2 separate regions of the Drosophila melanogaster genome follow, and region 1 is linked to region 2. The links are chromatin contacts, called in public Hi-C maps. All regions are on one chromosome and are shown on one strand. The core of a region is the stretch at or near the end of the contact, and the rest is flanking DNA. Distances in the headings are between cores, read along the strand shown. Region 1 holds the start of lbl (ladybird late). Region 2 holds the start of bap (bagpipe).

Evidence for each region. Hi-C and Micro-C count contacts between places; a contact is called where the count stands out from the background.
Region 1: a contact with region 2 is called in a Hi-C map of the S2 cell line, with 2.6 times the contacts expected there. A contact is called at or near these places in 33 of 107 Hi-C or Micro-C datasets (the Clone 8 cell line, the Kc167 cell line, the ML-DmBG3-c2 cell line and 12 more) and 2 of 7 datasets of targeted methods (both in the Kc167 cell line).

Annotation. Positions count from the first base shown.
Region 1 is chr3R:21,432,852-21,438,512 of dm6, forward strand. It overlaps lbl (ladybird late), which reads right to left and starts at 1,282. Exons shown (of 3, transcript NM_079710.4): 1 at 414-1,282. The coding sequence starts at 1,116. lncRNA:CR44089 (long non-coding RNA:CR44089) reads right to left here and starts at 3,850. Exons shown (of 1, transcript NR_074037.1): 1 at 3,500-3,850.
Region 2 is chr3R:21,385,402-21,390,718 of dm6, forward strand. It overlaps bap (bagpipe), which reads left to right and starts at 3,479. Exons shown (of 2, transcript NM_169958.2): 1 at 3,479-4,058; 2 at 4,180-5,048. The coding sequence starts at 3,614. The coding sequence ends at 4,883.

The sequences.
Region 1 (5,661 bases), core at 32-2,531, 45 kb after region 2:
AAGCAGAATCTCATCAAGACGTAATGACAACAATTGATCAATCGCTGGCCAGGCTAATGGTTATGATGGGTCTCGTTGGGAAATCAGTTTATATTAAAATGTAATTTGATTGCGGTTGTGCACACAGAGGTGAACGCGGAGTAAGTAATTCTACAGTTTGTGGATATTTTTATGTTGAAGATATTCCAATCATATATAACAAAAAGCTCATATACTCAGGGGTGTTGATAAAACTTGAGAAAAAGCTGATGAAATATCTATTATCTCTGCACTATAATTTTGTTTGTACTTTTTTACATATAGTAAATATGAAGAATATGATTTTTGGTTGTCCACTGGGTTCCGCAGTTTAAAAGCAAAGTCTTCTTCTGTTTGGATTTAGAGGAATATATTTTCTCTTGAAAACTACTCACCCTGCTCTTCGTCAAAGTTTTTGGTGGACAGCTGGAAGAGGGCATCCAAGGGAGTGTCTCCACTTGATTTGCTGGCCCCCTTTGGTTGTTCCTCGGGCGACTTCTTAGGAACCTCCATTCTGTCCTCTTGGGAACGTTTTTCCACTTTTTCCGCCTGGGTGGGACTGCAGCATTCGGTGCTGCCATTGCTGCTGCTTGATCGCTGGGAACGCTCTGAACTGCCGTCCTCGGAGGCAATGATCGCGGGATTCAGGGTCATCTGCCGGAGGAGTTGCGCCTGTGCCTGGAAGTGCTCCTGGAGCTGGCGCTGGTAGTCCCAGGCCAGTCGCTGCTCATAGCTGTGGAGCAAAGCGGGCGATAAAAATGTATGTAGTGCAGCCGGCGGAGGGCAATTCGGCACCAAGGGTATTTGCAATCTTTCGTTGATCAGAGCCAATGGAGCAGGTACTCCTGGTAAAGCATTGGGAATGGCAATTCTCTCCGGCTTCTTCTCCACACGATCCTCTTCATGCCCTCGCCCCAGGATATCGGCAATGGAAAAGCTCTTGACCCTGACGGGTGATGACTTTTGGCGGTCATGTTCCAGGCTAATAGGACTCCTCAAAAGCCGCAATCGTTTCATATTCAACGATCTCAGAGGCGGTGGACTGGGCGAACCCACCGAAACATCAGAGTTAGCGGGACTGGGAGTTCTTTGCGGCATCTCTAGGTGTATTTTCCTTTGGCCACTCAGCACATCCTGGCTGTATCCTTACGGCTTAGCTCCAAACTCTTTTCTACGGGCGATTAAAAACGCGTCGGCAAAACGCGCGGCTGTCACACGAAAAACGTCGGCACAACGTGCAACACAAACACCAACAACGAAAATGGCTCGTGGCCAGAATGCGATGCTAATGCTGCTCGGCTCTCTGTCTCTCTTTCTTGGCCAAGCTCTCTCAACTGCTTTTTGGGGCCTCCAAACTGGTTGGCACCCATGACGTCACGGACTCGCGCAGCTGCGCAGCTTGTCTAATTGGAAACGCCGCCTCGCTCTCGCCAAGGGGGCGTGCCAGCAGAAAAGAGAGAGATGGAGAGAGGGAGAGCTAACCAGAGGACCAATAGCAGTTGGTCGAGGGCCATACAGACCCCCTCACCCGACCAAAAGTCGCTGTCAACGTGCGAACGTCATTAATTTGTACAATTTGACATGCGCTCTCTTTCCTCCCTCTCTCTCTCTCTCTCATTCTCGCTCTCTCTCTGGGGCGGCACTATTTCCCTCTCTTTCCCGTCGCTTTCCAGGCGACTGACTGCGTTAATTATCGTAATTGTTGGCTCACCCGCTTTTTCGCAGCTCTCTTTTGGCCCACTCAATTGTCATCAATAATGATGTCTCGTTGTACCGTTGGCTTCGACTCCTCATCTATTTTCCACTGGAAAAACAAGCCTCTTCGAATCCGTGTTTCGAGACCTCTGATGCACTGGGAAAAACAGTTCCCCGAACTGACAATCCTTCGTTCAAGAACGTCTTTTTGAAAGAGGTTTATTTGTCATAAATAGATGTGCCTATGAAAAATATTATAGTAATGTAAAAATGTCTTTCTCCCTCAAACTTCCTCAACATAAATTAAAAAGCGAACGAATTCTGCACCTCAAAAGTAATAACCTATAAATGGCACAACATGACAGTTACTTTGCTCTTCACATTTATTACTTGTTAACTTGAGATCGTTGTTAGATCTAATAACTAGCTGCATCTTGTTAGTTAGTTAGTTTCTCTACACACAATTTATGATTATATTATTTTATATTTTCCCATTTATATTTCCATTTGTTTAAGTGCATTTTGCTGGCACACATTCGTTTGTCTTGCCACTTCCCTCGCTTCCCACTCCACAGCTCAACTCAATGCATTTCCAAATTGATTGCAACTTTGGTCCGCTCGTTGTATCACGTATGCGCCCTGTATGCGCCTCGCTTCGTTTGTTTGTCAGTGTCAGTTTTTTATTCAATTTCGCTCCGCTGTTTGTCCTGGTTTTCTTTTTTATTTCTCGCTTTTCCTTGAATTTTGCATGCAAATGTCTATTTAACTGCATTGCGCCCTTTGCCGGTGGGAATGTGACTGAAGAGTCGGCTAAGTGAAATGATGTAACTGGCGAGCCGTAATCGATAATGGGTTCTACACTGCCCTTTGAAAACGAGTATAATTGATTATTTCGAGATGGGAAAAGAAATCAGGGGAAGTGGCAATTTCAACAAATTTGTGTTTGTATCTGTTTATTAAAGCGCGGAGCATCAATTACCAATGATTATTGGGCTCATCAAGGGCTTACAACAAATTGGACTTTTACACTACATAGTATGGGCAAATTAGCTTTTAATGTTTAACGTATAAAATTACAAAATAATAACTTGATCCAGCAAAAGTACACAGGTACCCAGCTGACAAAATGAGTAGCACAGTATGTTAATATAAAATCCAGTTTATTCAGTCTCTTGAAAGGGTGTTGTTTAGATGTATTTTACCCGAACCCTACATCGCAATTTATGACGCTGAATTTGCATAAGGGCCCTTCTCCAATCCCTTCGACTGCCCCCTATTTTGGTGGCAAGATGGCCGCGATGTTTGATTAATGCCTACACTTGACTGACTAAAGTTGACGAGCCAGGGCATTCTCTCCTTTCGCTTGCCTTGGAAGTGAGAAATTGACGGGGCTTGGGAACATTCGCTATCGCTATTGCCTTCATATTCAAAATCAATTATAAAACGACTCTTAATTGGGCGCCTCAATAGACGAGACACGCCCTGTCAATCATAATTAGCCATCGCCCCTAGGAAGCGAACCACTCGAGCCGGCACTCAAATCCATTCCCATTCAACCGATCCGACACGCCTCTAATTCTGCAAATTCATAAGCCAAATGTATCGGCTCTATATCCTTTCATTAGGCGACCCAAGATGGCGGACCCGTGTTCATTTAAACCTCATAAATAGCAAAAGTGTTTATTGTCGCATCTGGCAAGCCCAAATCCCCGGAGAGCTCTCTTCACCACGGTCCTCGTGTATTTGTGTACATTGTCATATTGTCATATTGCCCGGGGCGGGGATGGACGGGGGTTTGAGCCGTGGCTTCTGCCAGGGTGATCGGGGATGTCGGAGCAGGAGTCAGTTGTTAATAAAGTCATTGCCGTTGTGTCAAATTCGTCACGCCCCTTCGGCGACTTCGAGAGTGCTGCTGGCAGTGCATTAATGTCGCCCTTTGTTTTGCCGAGTCGCTCCGATCCGATCCTCACCAGAGCTCGAGATCGAGTTCGCTTCCCGTGGCTGACGATGATGAAGTTGTGCCAGCCAGTTGTCAACAATCAGCGCTCAGCGCTCCCAAAACTGCATGCCAATTATAGCCAGTTCGCAGCTATCCTCAAGCCAACCTCAACCTTTCAGCTGCGCCCGAAAGAAGAAGGAGAATCTGTGACGAATGCGCTTATGGCCAAAGCGATCCTCGCCTTATCATCGAGTAATCTTCGACACTTGGGACAGCTGTCAGCGTTTTGCCAACTCATTATGCAGATTTCGACCACAAATGCGACACGAAAATGTCGAAAACAATTTACTGAACGCGACGAACAACATTTGTCAATGCGGATCGGATCCGTCTGTCTATTAAGACCAGCACCGGAGATCCCTCAACTTAAGTAGTTTGGCGAAGCCGCAAGACCACACAGAGAGAAAATATTACAAGCCGATTTTGTTAAATGAATCTAAATCCTTATCGATCAGGTTGGATATCTAAAATAATTCTACAACAGTTATATGTATCTGTTAAACGAAGCATATCTGTAATTACAATTTCATCTTCGATGTATAAAAGAAAGAGATATAAATCACACAATTTCTCTCTGTGCAGATACGATGAAACTTAGCACGAAGTGACACCAACAACCGACTTTCGAGCTACCGCATAAAAATTATGGCCTGGAATGAAATGCCCCAGCGTTTATCCACAAGATACACACAAAAGTGCCGCGCCCTGCGGCACGGTTGAGAATGGACCTCAACCGAAGTTTGGGGCAGTGGCAATTTGTATATCTTTGTGATAAATCAAAACATTATCAATAATAAAATCGGTAGCCGTTTGCCACTTGGAAGAGTTTGGGGCGAAATTTGTCGGCTTTTTGTTGTGGTCAGAAAACCGAAAATTCGAAAATCCCAAACTTCAAGCATTTTTGAGTGCTAGTGCTCGTGTGTAATTTGTATGCTAATTCAGCATCGGGTTGAATGTCTGATGAAGCTTAATGTCATCCAGAGGTGGATCAAGCCAAAAAGTGTGGAGGGGGGGTCCGACTAAAGTGACATCCATTAACACTTCCCTCTGTTTGTAGGAGCTGTGAATCTTTTGATTTTCCAAATAGCCGTCCGCCGCCTTATCGGTGATGTAGCGGTACAACTGTGGCGGCTGGCGTCAACTTATTGCCATCAAACGTATTAAGTGGGCCCCATAGCATCGAGCTTTGTCCGCGAACGTGTCCGGCGAATTCCGAGCTCCGTTGACGGACACTGAAGAACCTGCTGCTGGAGGCGCCTACGTGTGTGTTCCCTGCGAGATGGGCTAAGTGGCTGATTTTGATGGGTTTTCGGGTGGGAGGGGGATCGAGGGTTCGATCAAGATGGGAATGTGATTGGCTTTGGCGGCTTCAAGCGTGTGATCTTATCGTGATATAAATTAGTCGCTACCAGAGTGGGGAACCACCAAGACTGGAAGATATTCAGCTTGGGTGATTAATAGCGGGTTGAATCAAATCAAATGAAGTGGATTGAGTGTTTATGAAACATATAAAAACTTACTCTTATTATCATAAAATGCTACCCCAATTACGCAATCCTTCTATAAGGAACATATTTCCGAATCTTACTTTTATAAGAATATTTTGTGTTGGTGCCTACAATTTATTGATGTGGAACATTGACTTCTTTAAAAAAAAAAGCCAATGTAATTTCAACCCTTTAAGCCACATTGTTTGGGGCAAATGTTAATGTTGCCTTCCATAATTTACAACTTCATTAGTGCTTAGTAAGATCGCAACGAATCATAAAATTTCATTCATGAATCGAGATATATTGTTGTTATATTGTTGGTTCCCCTATGTTTTTTTTTATTCTTGAATCGAAACATGCCGCATCATGATCAAGATACCGGCGTATGAATGAATCAGTAACTGAAACAGAAATCAGAAACGCAGAAAGCAGAAACAAATTGCCATCAGTCGGTACTCA
Region 2 (5,317 bases), core at 2,229-4,728:
ACTTTTTATAGAATAGAGTAAGAGCGTATACTATATCCGATGAAAAGCAAGGAAAAGAAAGCGTTTCTTTTCCTATAAAGTATATATATATTTTAATGTATAAAGAATCCTTATCAAATCTTTTATTTTAACGGAAAATACTTCTTTTCCGGATATTATTTGTTATTAATACAACTAAAGTTCGAGAAATGGTTGGGCAATCGGATGTACAGATGGATATCGCCACATTGTATCGGCTAGCGATCCTTATCAATTTTTGATATGAAGCCATAACGTTATTAACCGAAAGTTGTTGTTATTAACAAAGCAGACAAATCCAAAGCATTGAAAAAAGCCTCAGAATCTCAATGCGTATTGGACGCTTTGTACTTTGTCTTCGCTTTGTACTTAACCATATCAATGTTGGCCAAGTTATTTGAGTAAAGCATCGACCCCACCCCTTGGTGCTATCACCAAACTATATTTCACTGATGACCGACACTAAATCCTCTAGTCGGAGTCCTGGCGTCACGAAGTTGTCGGTGTCCAATGGCGGTGATGAAGTGGTTTTGGGGTGTGAGCTTCTGGCGGCCTCGGATGGTGGCTTTTTGAACGAATGCCGCCAGCGCTAACTAATTACTTTATCGATGTTTTACGGTTAAATTTATCTTTCCGCGTTCTATTTTTGTTCTCCTGCTAGATAAGAATAACTAGCACATCCTATTCCCAATTCTAAGTTAACCTCAAACTTTGGAAAATATGTCCCCTTTTCGGCATCTGCATTAATCTATGAGTCAAATGATATATTCAAAAATAATGAACCTTTGTAGAATTTTGAAATTCTCCCTAAATAGTCTCCATATAAAGTCTCCGACTTAAGCAAAGACTAAAACCGCTGAAAGTGTAGACGTGTACAAGGCTCTGTTGAACAGATGTAGAGAATTTTGTTGTGTCAAATACTTATGTTTTTTATCTCATCTGGTCACACTGAGCTGCCGTTTTAAAAGCGATAAAAATTAACATAATTTCTTTAAGTGAAATTAAGCAATAAGACATTTAATTGTGTGTCTGGATAAGCAGAACTAGTATTTAGTGTTCCATATTACTACTGTAGCGTATTTATATTTTGAGCATTATAGTTGACGACAGTATCGATATTATCAAGATCGTAATAATAAAAAAGTAGGTCCTGTTTTAAGCCAACTGACTTATTAAATTAATTCATTGTTTACCAATTTTTCTGGCATACTTATTTTTAACTGCTGCTTATGTATGGTTTATGCTGATTATGTAAGGAATCATGAAATGCATGGCTCACAACCCAGTTTACAACACAGATAGTAACCAATTAACTTTAATCACGTATTTTATTTTAACACATAAATATAAAAGAAAATACATTTTATATTATAAAAATACATGAATACTAATATTGATATTATTTTCAAGAACGGAATAAGCAGCCGTACTTATGAATTTAAATATTTTCTATTTTGTGAGAGACAAAATCAATGCAAACTTAACGTAGAAAAGCACTTGTCCCCATTCAACATTAAAGTGGCACAAGGAGATCAGGTTTCCCAGCCAGATCCATGAATGGTAATGAAAAGCAGGGAAAGGCAAACATTTGAAGTGGCTTTTGATAAACCATTAAATAAAACTCAATACCACAAGGACAACAAGTCTGCAAGAATTCTGGGCGATGGGCATTCGGAAATCAAACAAGAAACTGTCGAATTTAATTGAAAATGCCAATTCATCATAGGGGTGGGATGGATTTACTCGGCCCCCTCCACTTTTATGTAATTGAATACCTGCTCCATTCGAGGGTAATCGCATCAGCAAAAGAAGCTAACAAAATTAGCGACAACACAAGCGGAGAGTCGCGTCTCTTGGGCGCGTGCGTCTGCCACAAGCATCATTATATACTAATTACTCGAGTATTATCGAAACCCATTCAGGCGAAATGGTATAACGAGTAGCAGTTCCTGCCCCGATCCATTCCAATTGCACACCGCACTTGGTCCTGAATTGGTTACTCAAATCTGACCGCAAAACACGGAACCCTCACCCACTCACCCCGCTCACTTCCATCACTTTCGCGCTGGTCTTCCATTGTTGGCTTGACTTTGCGGCGCCCGCGGCTTTAAGAGCCACTGAATTGGCAATAAAAAGATTATAGCCCGAAGGTGTGAAGTGCAGTGGAGAGCAGAAATCGCACCGAGATCCGGAATCAAAAGGCACAAAAGCCACCCCAGGCGGCGAGGCGATGAGAACGCGTGCTCGTTTCGCTCGGATTTGTTCCCAGCATCCGAACATCCCAGCATCCCACATGCCACTCGATTCGAGTGAATCAGTTGAGTGCCTTTCGGACTGAGTGGGCAGCCATGTTGCCACAGCCTCCGGGCATCCAATCAGCGCTCTTTGGGCTCCATGCCAACCAATGAGAAGAACTTACCTTGAGTACTCTTTGAGTGATCTCTGGAATATTTGCCCAGGTTAACTACTTAACCAGTTGCTTATAATGTGAACTATAGTTTCTGAAATCTCAGTCTTAGCCATTTTCGCTGGTTTGATTTAGTTATGTTCATGTTAAAAGCACTATTATTTTAGTTTCATTTGCTTAGTTAATACACATTACGGCCTGTATAAAAAATTATGAAACACTTTGCAAATAAGTGCCTAAATTTTTATCTATTTTAAAACTATAAAACCATCTGTTTTAGATTTTATTTATTAATTTAAAAGCTATGTAAGGTAAATACTTCATATGGCTTTCTTACTTTTCCACCAGCTGGCTGGATTTATTAAAATAATATTTGGTTCAGTAAAATAATTTATAGAATTTTAAGATATTAGCTGCCTAATAATTTGTCATAATGTAAGCAAGTGGCATACGTGATTATATTATGTATTGTAGTTCGAATGCTCGACTTGAAGTAGGCAGCTACGAAGAAATATTTTTGGTTAGACCCATTAAAGTATTGTTTAGTTTTTGGCTAACGATTCCAAACAATCCCATGACCCAACTAACCTACTTACACTAAAAAGTTGGAGTTTACGGTTGATTGTTTCCGAATGATTTAAATTCTAAACAAATCGTTCGTTTAAACAATGAGTTGAGATGGGAATGGGTTTAGTATGTAAACCCATTCGGAGGACTGTACCCAAAATGTGGAAGACAAAACACCGAGGAGCAGTTAGCGGGCTATAAACAATAAACAGGATGCATGCACTCCCCGCGTGTTAAGGCGCACCATACAAGTACGTGGCAGCAACCGTAGCCATTTACGACCGACTTTGTTTACGCACTTGAGAGGAAACTCAAAGGCTCTCCAGCTAGGTTTCGGATCCACCAATGGCAGGAGTCGAATGCCAGTTTCCACCCCCACGGATGCCGGCGAGCCACTTGAGTACGGCGCACATTTCCACTCCGTGAGACCGAGTGAATCTCGCCGGGGATCTCGGCTACTATTTAAAGACAGCCCGGAGCGCCCAGTTGAAGCACATTCGCTGCGCAGCCCTCGAGTCGTGAAGATCGGAAAATCAATAGAAATCCGTAGTGAACAAGTGTCGGAAAGGCCAAAGACAATACCTATATATATATATCCGAAATATTCAGAAAATTCGAAAAATGCTGAATATGGAAAGCGCGGGTGTCAGTGCTGCGATGGCGGGTCTGAGCAAATCGCTCACCACGCCCTTCTCCATCAACGATATCCTAACGCGCAGCAATCCGGAAACACGTCGCATGTCCAGCGTGGACTCCGAACCGGAACCGGAAAAGCTGAAACCCTCCTCCGATCGCGAGCGATCGATCTCCAAGTCGCCGCCACTCTGCTGCCGAGATCTCGGCCTCTACAAGCTGACCCAACCCAAGGAGATCCAACCAAGTGCCAGGCAACCCAGCAACTATCTGCAGTATTATGCGGCGGCGATGGACAACAATAACCACCATCACCAGGCAACGGGCACATCGAACTCCAGTGCCGCCGACTACATGCAGCGCAAATTGGCCTATTTTGGATCCACCCTCGCTGCTCCTTTGGACATGAGACGCTGCACCAGCAACGATTCCGGTAAGTAACCTGCACGAAATTAACGCCATTCAGGCTCTAATGGACTCTGAAAAGAACGCTACTTATTCATTGGCCTTTTGTATAGGATGTATGCTAACTTTTGGTAATTTTCCCTTTACAGACTGCGACTCACCACCGCCATTGAGCAGTTCCCCCTCGGAGTCGCCGCTATCCCACGACGGCAGTGGATTGAGCCGCAAGAAGCGGTCGCGTGCCGCCTTCAGCCACGCCCAGGTCTTCGAGTTGGAGCGCCGCTTTGCCCAACAGCGCTACTTGTCCGGTCCGGAACGCAGCGAGATGGCCAAGAGCCTGCGCCTGACGGAGACCCAGGTGAAGATCTGGTTCCAAAACCGCCGCTACAAGACCAAGCGCAAGCAGATCCAGCAGCACGAGGCCGCCCTTTTGGGTGCCAGCAAGAGGGTTCCCGTCCAAGTCTTGGTGCGAGAGGATGGCAGCACCACCTACGCTCACATGGCTGCTCCCGGTGCTGGACACGGCCTCGATCCCGCCCTGATCAACATCTACCGCCATCAGCTGCAGCTGGCCTACGGCGGACTTCCGCTGCCACAGATGCAGATGCCATTCCCGTACTTCTACCCGCAACACAAGGTGCCGCAACCCATACCGCCACCAACCCAGAGTTCCAGCTTTGTGACTGCATCCTCGGCGTCCTCATCGCCAGTTCCCATCCCCATCCCGGGTGCAGTGCGTCCCCAGCGAACGCCGTGTCCCAGTCCCAATGGCCAGATGATGAGCGTCGAGAGCGGAGCGGAGAGCGTTCACTCGGCGGCGGAGGATGTTGACGAGAATGTGGAGATCGACTAGGTTGGGAGTGACCATGTCTCGGAGGAGAACCGGGGCTACGTTTTTGTGATAGCCGTAGAAATTGTGTTTTAGCCTCTATGTGTAACCAATAGATGTCCCATAGCTTTAGTAGCATTAAGTTGTAGTCGTATCTACCCGAGAGCTAAATAAAATTATGAATTAAATAAAACTTGGTTTTTGTTTTGAGTTTTCTGCTTCACTTGAATTTCTTCACTTCATGCAGTTAAAACAATGCAGTTCGAAAAACGATAATCAACTTATCCTGGAAGAAGTACAAAGGTTTATAGTGATTTATTGTGTGTTTTATAACAATACATGTTCATATATTTCAACGAGATATATTAACTGATTCTTCTTTGAAGTCGCCTTATTATATAGTTAGCAATTGATTGGGTTTGTTTTTCCTTTTTCACAAAGGAATTTACAATTATTTA